Regions from separate parts of the Mus musculus genome. Here region 1 is linked to region 2. The links are chromatin contacts, called in public Hi-C maps. All regions are on one chromosome and are shown on one strand. The core of a region is the stretch at or near the end of the contact, and the rest is flanking DNA. Distances in the headings are between cores, read along the strand shown. Region 1 overlaps Adk (adenosine kinase). Region 2 overlaps Adk (adenosine kinase).

What was found. Hi-C and Micro-C count contacts between places; a contact is called where the count stands out from the background.
Region 1: a Hi-C map of embryonic fibroblasts shows a contact between it and region 2, with 9 times the contacts expected there. The contact joins two enhancer-like sites. A contact is called at or near these places in 1 of 15 datasets of contacts at CTCF or cohesin (pro-B cells), 6 of 484 Hi-C or Micro-C datasets (the HL-1 cell line, the N1E-115 cell line, Th1 cells and 3 more) and 3 of 9 other capture datasets (adipose tissue, liver and pancreatic islet).

What each region holds. Positions count from the first base shown.
Region 1 is chr14:21,350,363-21,353,325 of GRCm38.p6, reverse strand. The region is part of intron 7 of Adk (adenosine kinase); the gene reads right to left. Among named protein-coding and RNA genes, the nearest start is that of Gm52152, 67 kb to the left of the region's middle. Within about 2 kb of position 1,520, at least 29 of the 459 cell types and tissues checked have an H3K27ac peak or open chromatin away from gene starts, as enhancers often do. A contact at or near this core is called in embryonic fibroblasts, where this site is marked.
Region 2 is chr14:21,134,150-21,137,146 of GRCm38.p6, reverse strand. The region is part of intron 3 of Adk (adenosine kinase); the gene reads right to left. Among named protein-coding and RNA genes, the nearest start is that of Adk, 83 kb to the right of the region's middle. Within about 2 kb of position 1,641, at least 8 of the 459 cell types and tissues checked have an H3K27ac peak or open chromatin away from gene starts, as enhancers often do. A contact at or near this core is called in embryonic fibroblasts, where this site is marked.

The DNA.
Region 1 (2,963 bases), core at 271-2,770, 220 kb before region 2:
CATTTCTTTTCCTTTTGCCCCACACCTTATGCCTGTCTTTCAGTGGCCGGGACCCTCAGATTCAGTTATACTAGCTGGCCAGCCAGCTCCGGGATCCTCCTACTCTCCCTCCCCAGTACCAGCATGATAAGAACTTGCTGATTTGCTCGGCTTTGTAAATAGGAATCTGAACTCAGTTCCACTTGCTTCCACAGGAAAGAGTTTACAGACGGAGGCCCCTTCTGAGCACTGCTGTGGAGACTGAGTTACCAGTACATTCTCTTTCACAGTGGTGGCCTTGACATTCCCACTGCTGGCAGAGGATAGTGATCTACATTTATTTTAAAAAGATGGTAAGGTCAAAAAAAAGAAAGCACAACAAAACAAAGGTATTATTGAAGTAAACATGATAAGCCAAGGCTGGTAGTGCAGCTAACCAGTGAGACACTAGTCTAGAAAATGATAGTTCAGGTAGCGAACACTAAGCCTCAAGGTCTGTTCTATCTCAGATTTTCAAAAGCATTCCAAATCACTGAGTGTTACCAAAGAAAACTTTCTGAACGGTTGTGGAATGAAATATGAACTCCCAGTAATATCCTCAAAGTCAAATACATCACACTCATACTATTCAGTGGATGTTGGACGACGTTTGATGAGTGCCCCCGCTATGCTATCACCGGGACAGTGTTAGCCCTCATGTGATGCTCCACAGGCACGGACAGTGTTATGTAGACTCTCTTGGCTATGATGACTGGGTGCTTTATTTTTTATTTTCTTGCAGTATCTGTGGTAAGAATAAAGGAAGGTAGCAGTCATCATTTTCCACCTCTTTATGAATTTTAGTAATGGACAAACATATAAGATACCATTTATTTCTAGTTATATGACAGTCTTACGGGTTCCTTCGATTAAATAAAATGAGACAAAGAAAATAAAGAAGAAAAGTAAAAGTAGGGGTATCGAATTTTTAACTTAAAGGGAAACGACACAGGAAGAGGCTGAACTGGACTAAGCCTAGAGGTGTGACTGAGGGTACACGTGCACTGTAGGGTCCATGTGGAGGGAAGAGTGAAAATTCTTCAACGACACATGAGAAAACATAAACACAAACCATTTTAAGCAATGATACATAAACCCACCAATTTTCATAATATAAATAACGACTTTCAGGTGAAAATCTTTTCTAACTGAAATTCAGTGACCATAAAATGGACGTTTTTAGGGGGTGGGCTTTAACAGTCATAGATAATTAAGGAGGGTCCCCTAAGGAAAAGTCTACAGATTAAGAAATAACTGGCCTATAATATTAATGAACAGATTTAAACCCTGCTATCTATAAAAGGTAAAATAATATCTTAAAAGATGGCAGGAAAAGACTCATTACTTCTTTCTAGAAATCAAAACACAAGAAACCTTTCTCTTCATTCATGGATACTTGAAACAAACTCTTGCCAAGAAAAACAAACTGCAAAGTATGGATGCTGGGAAATATGAATCATCACCAGTCTTCAAACTTACATTTAATAATTAGGTTGCAGTTTGAAACAATGTGCTGACACTCGTGAGGTTTAAACACAAGCTCCGTAAGAATCTCTAACTTTACAGATGGCATTTAGATGTAGTCAGAAGTAGAAACAAGAGCCATGTGCTGGAGGGATGCCTTAGGTGACATGAATAGGAAGAAAAAAATAAAGACCCAGGAGGCCAGAGGACAACAGGGGAGAGGGACACAGGAAAAGGCTGAGGGTAGACGCTGTGGTAGTGTTTCCGTGGCTCAAGTCAGGAGGCAAGTCCTCATAAATTCTACATTGTGCCTTTCTCACTTGATGGGAATTTCAACGCTACAATAAAAGATGGGGCACCTGTCATTTAAGAGGCAGAAATTATTATAGGAGAACTTTGTGCCAGTTCTCGAGGAATTTTAAAACATAGAACTTGGAGCCACATGACTACGAGTTACAATTTGCCCTTTATTCCACAATCAATTTGGATTTTATTTAACTGTCGTTTAAAAGTTTTATTCCATTTTAATTTTAATCATATCCACGAATCTGAGAAATAGAACTGCAAGTGAGGTCTTAATACGTGTTACGTCCTGAGAGCCAGGCTTATGCATTTGTCCTGTTAGGAACTCTTTAAAAGTCACAAGGACCACAGGCAGCAATCTTAAACTGCTGGAATCCAGTGTGTCGCTTACTTAGCTGTTAAGGAACAGTCATGCCAATGCTGTTTGCAGGCAAATGCTACAGGCAAATGCTAGGGATATGACACTACTCCAGGAGAATGCAGACACGCTAGCATGCCACGGTACCAGGCAGGCTGTACTCTACGACGGTGATCTCACTCCTGTGTCTCACCTTTTCTGAATGTGCTTTCCTTTCACCCAGCAGCCTTGCACCTGAGGTTTCTAGAACGATCCTTTAAATAATTTAGAGTCTCACAGATTAATGTCCATTTTTTCTCCATGTTACTAATACTTAGCATTTATTTTTTCAGGGCTCCTGGGTACAGACAGGGAAGAACAAAAGAGTGAGGAGCCTGTTCAGAGGAGCTGACAGAAAATATCTAGAACAGGAAACTACTTCAGTGTCCAGCTGTGACCAAGATGGCTCTTGTCTTAGAAGTAGCTGAGCCCCTGATTTTAAGAGCTGACATGGTTTAACAGTGGAAGTCTTAGTACAGCCAGTATGGGTAAAACACAGGGGATAGTAGACAATAATTCTTGCAACGCTTTGTGTGAGATCTTTGATGGGGAGAGAACGAAAGTGCCCCCAAATAGGGAGGTTTCTTAATTAATTTAGCAGGAATGAAATTTAAAATCATGTTTCATTTGAAGAAAATATGTTTAAAGTAACTTTTTAGACATATGTGAAATTAAGAACAGAATTAAAAACAGAAAAAGGCTCCATACAATTAAAAATGATACACAAGTAACCAAGAGTTTGATCTGGCACACTGTATGAATATTGGGAGATGATACCAAC
Region 2 (2,997 bases), core at 392-2,891:
CAGTAGAGGAGTGTAAGCTAATGGTGCCACCTAGTGTCCTGCACTAGACACTACAACTCCATCTTCAAATTCCTTTTGCTGAAGAATACAGGCTAGTCTCCTCCCATTGTTGCTTTGTCTTCAGTAATTCTTCCAAAAGGCATTTGATTCTAATTCAGTTCTAGTTATGTGTAGCATTCCAGGGTGCCTTCATTCATACCTTTATCAACAATTGCTCCGTGAGGTTAGGGCTACTTTATTTCATTTTTAAGATTTCTCCATTAAAAATTTTGTTTAGATTTATTTATTTTATTTTTCTATGTGCATGTCTGTCATCATGGGTCTCTTGGAGGTCAGAAGAGGGCGTGAAGTCCCAGGTGCAAGAGTTACAGACAGTTTTGAGGTGCCTGACTTGGGTGCAGGGGACTAAACACAGGCAGTACACGTACATATACTCAGTGAAAAATACTCCAAGGGAAAATAGATCAATCTTTTAAAAAAAGGTCTGGTGCTCAGAGGATCAGGAGATGGCTCAGCTGGTAAAGTGGGTGCTGTGTAAGCACAACGACCTGAATTCAGATCCCCAGGCCTGTGAGGGGGAGACAGGAGACGTCGGTTACCTAAATCAGTGAGCTCTAGTGAGCTCTCAGAAACCACAGGTGTCTGGTACTGCTGCGGTAAGGAGGCAGTTGGATTCTACATGCTTGCAGGCCAGTCAATCTACATAAAACAGTGAGCTCTGTTTCTGTGAGGGAGGCTGTTTGAAGATGCAATGTGGAGGGCCAGAAAGGTGGCTGAGTGACAGAGGAGTCTGATGACCTGACCTGAGATCCATCCCTGGAAGTCCATGAAAAGCTGGATGCCATAGATGTCTGTAGTCTCGGCACTCCTACACTAAATGAAACTTTACAATATCAACCTCTGGGGGCTAGAAAGATATTCCAGGCATTATGAGCGCTTGCTGCTCTTCTAGCAAAGATGCCACATCAGTTGTGAGCACCCTCATCAAGTGAGGCTGAACAGTTTGTAACTCAAGCTCCAAGTCAGACACCAGTGTCCTCCAAAGCCACTGCACTCAAGTGGGCATACCCATAGGTACACATAATTAAAAAACAATAAAAACAAAGCTCTAAAAATATGAATTTCTGGCCTCCAGATGTACATATGTGGGCAAGCATGAGTCAGTGCAAGTGTGCGTGTATACATGTATGCACACACACACAATTACTATAGCTATCTATAACAAGTAGTGAATACAACTTTTACAACACAGCTTACAACTAAAATTTTAAATTCTAGGTCATTGAGTTATATGTTATTGAAAAGGTGGCAAAATTGTGTAAAAAATACATTAAAAATTATAAATGTATTTTTTATACTGGAAAAATCAGAAAACCTCTAAGTGCCAGGAAACTATAAAGTAATTCATAGCTCTAGAGAACATGATAGAAAGAAATTACCAAAGACTGTATAACAAAAAATGTCAGAAAGGACATTTTAAATCTGTCATTACATGCTCAGCCCAATGAAAAGAAATTCATGGTGGGAAAAAAAATGTCACGTTAAGAAATACATAATGCTTTAGGCTGGAGAGATGATGCAGAGGTTACAAGCACTGGCTATGCTTCCAGAGGACCCAGGTTTGTCTCACAGGACCCAGGTGGCAGCTCAGAACCAGCTGTAACTGCAGTTCCAAGGGATGTGACTCACTAGGCATGCATGTGGTAACACAGCCATACACGGAGGAAAAATATTCATACATATAAAAAAATTAATTTAAAAGAAATTACAGAATAGTGGGCAAAAAGAGGAGATTTTAAGAGTTCAAACAAAAATAATTCTCCACGAAAGAATAGAAATCATGGCACCCCATTTCCCACAAGCAGCACCAGTTGCCAAAATAAGACAGCCTTCAGATTGCTGAGGAAACTATTTCAACCTCAAATTCCAAACCCAAGTGAAATACGAAGCTACGGTGAAGGCAATATAGAGAAAGGCTGAAACAGGATCTTGAGCAGCCCAGTCTAGCCTTGACATCTGTAGTGAGCCAAGGGTGACCCTGCCTTCTAGATCCTCCCACCTCTACCTCTGATGCTGGGACTAACTAAAAAGTATGAATAAGGGGCTGGAGAGATGGCTCAGTGGTTAAAAGCACTGACAGATCTTCCGGAGGTCCTGAGTTCAAATCCCAGCAACCACACAGTGGCTCACAACCATGTGTAATGAGATCAGATGCCCTCTTCTGGTGTGTCTGAAAACAGCTACAGTGTACCTACATATAATAAATAAATAAATCTTTAAAGAAAAGAAAGAAGGAAAGAAAGAAAAGTATGAATAAATAAGAAAAATAATGAATAAGCAAAATATTCACAAAAACAGACCAAAGAAGAGTTTTAAAGTTAGCTATAAACAAATGAAGTCTGGTTAAAGCGAACAAAGGAGTAAGAGATGCAAAAAAAAACCATTACTAAGGTTCTAGACTTCAGGATAGCTGAAAAAATGCATTGTAAACCTTTTGTACTATGAACTAAGTTTTATTCAATTGCAAAAAATGCTTCATGTAAAAAGAGCTCTTAGCATTATAGAGCTTGATGATACTAAAATTAATAGAAAATGAGAAACACAAGGCAAGGAACACAACTAATAAAGCATGAAATGTGTTTCTTTGTACTACTTGAAATCAAACAGTAATGAATTTAGGAACAAAAATAGTGATTAAAGCTAGGGAAAGTATAAGGGAAAGGGGAGATAAGAGAGTGGTGTGAGCCAGGCTCATTTAACCACAGACCATGGAAAGGCAGGAATAGCAAGAAGTAACACCTCATTTCATAGACAAGACGGCCGTGAGTACTCAGGACAGAATTGCTCATGAGTGGCTGCTCTGTGGGGGCAGACAGCTACGGACAGGACTGCTCCTTCCAGGGGAAAGTCGTCACGGGTCCTTAGGTTTCTAACTACAAGCACACATTCCCACCACACTTCGAAGGGATGCCCTGAGATATAGTGGATCATGGGTTT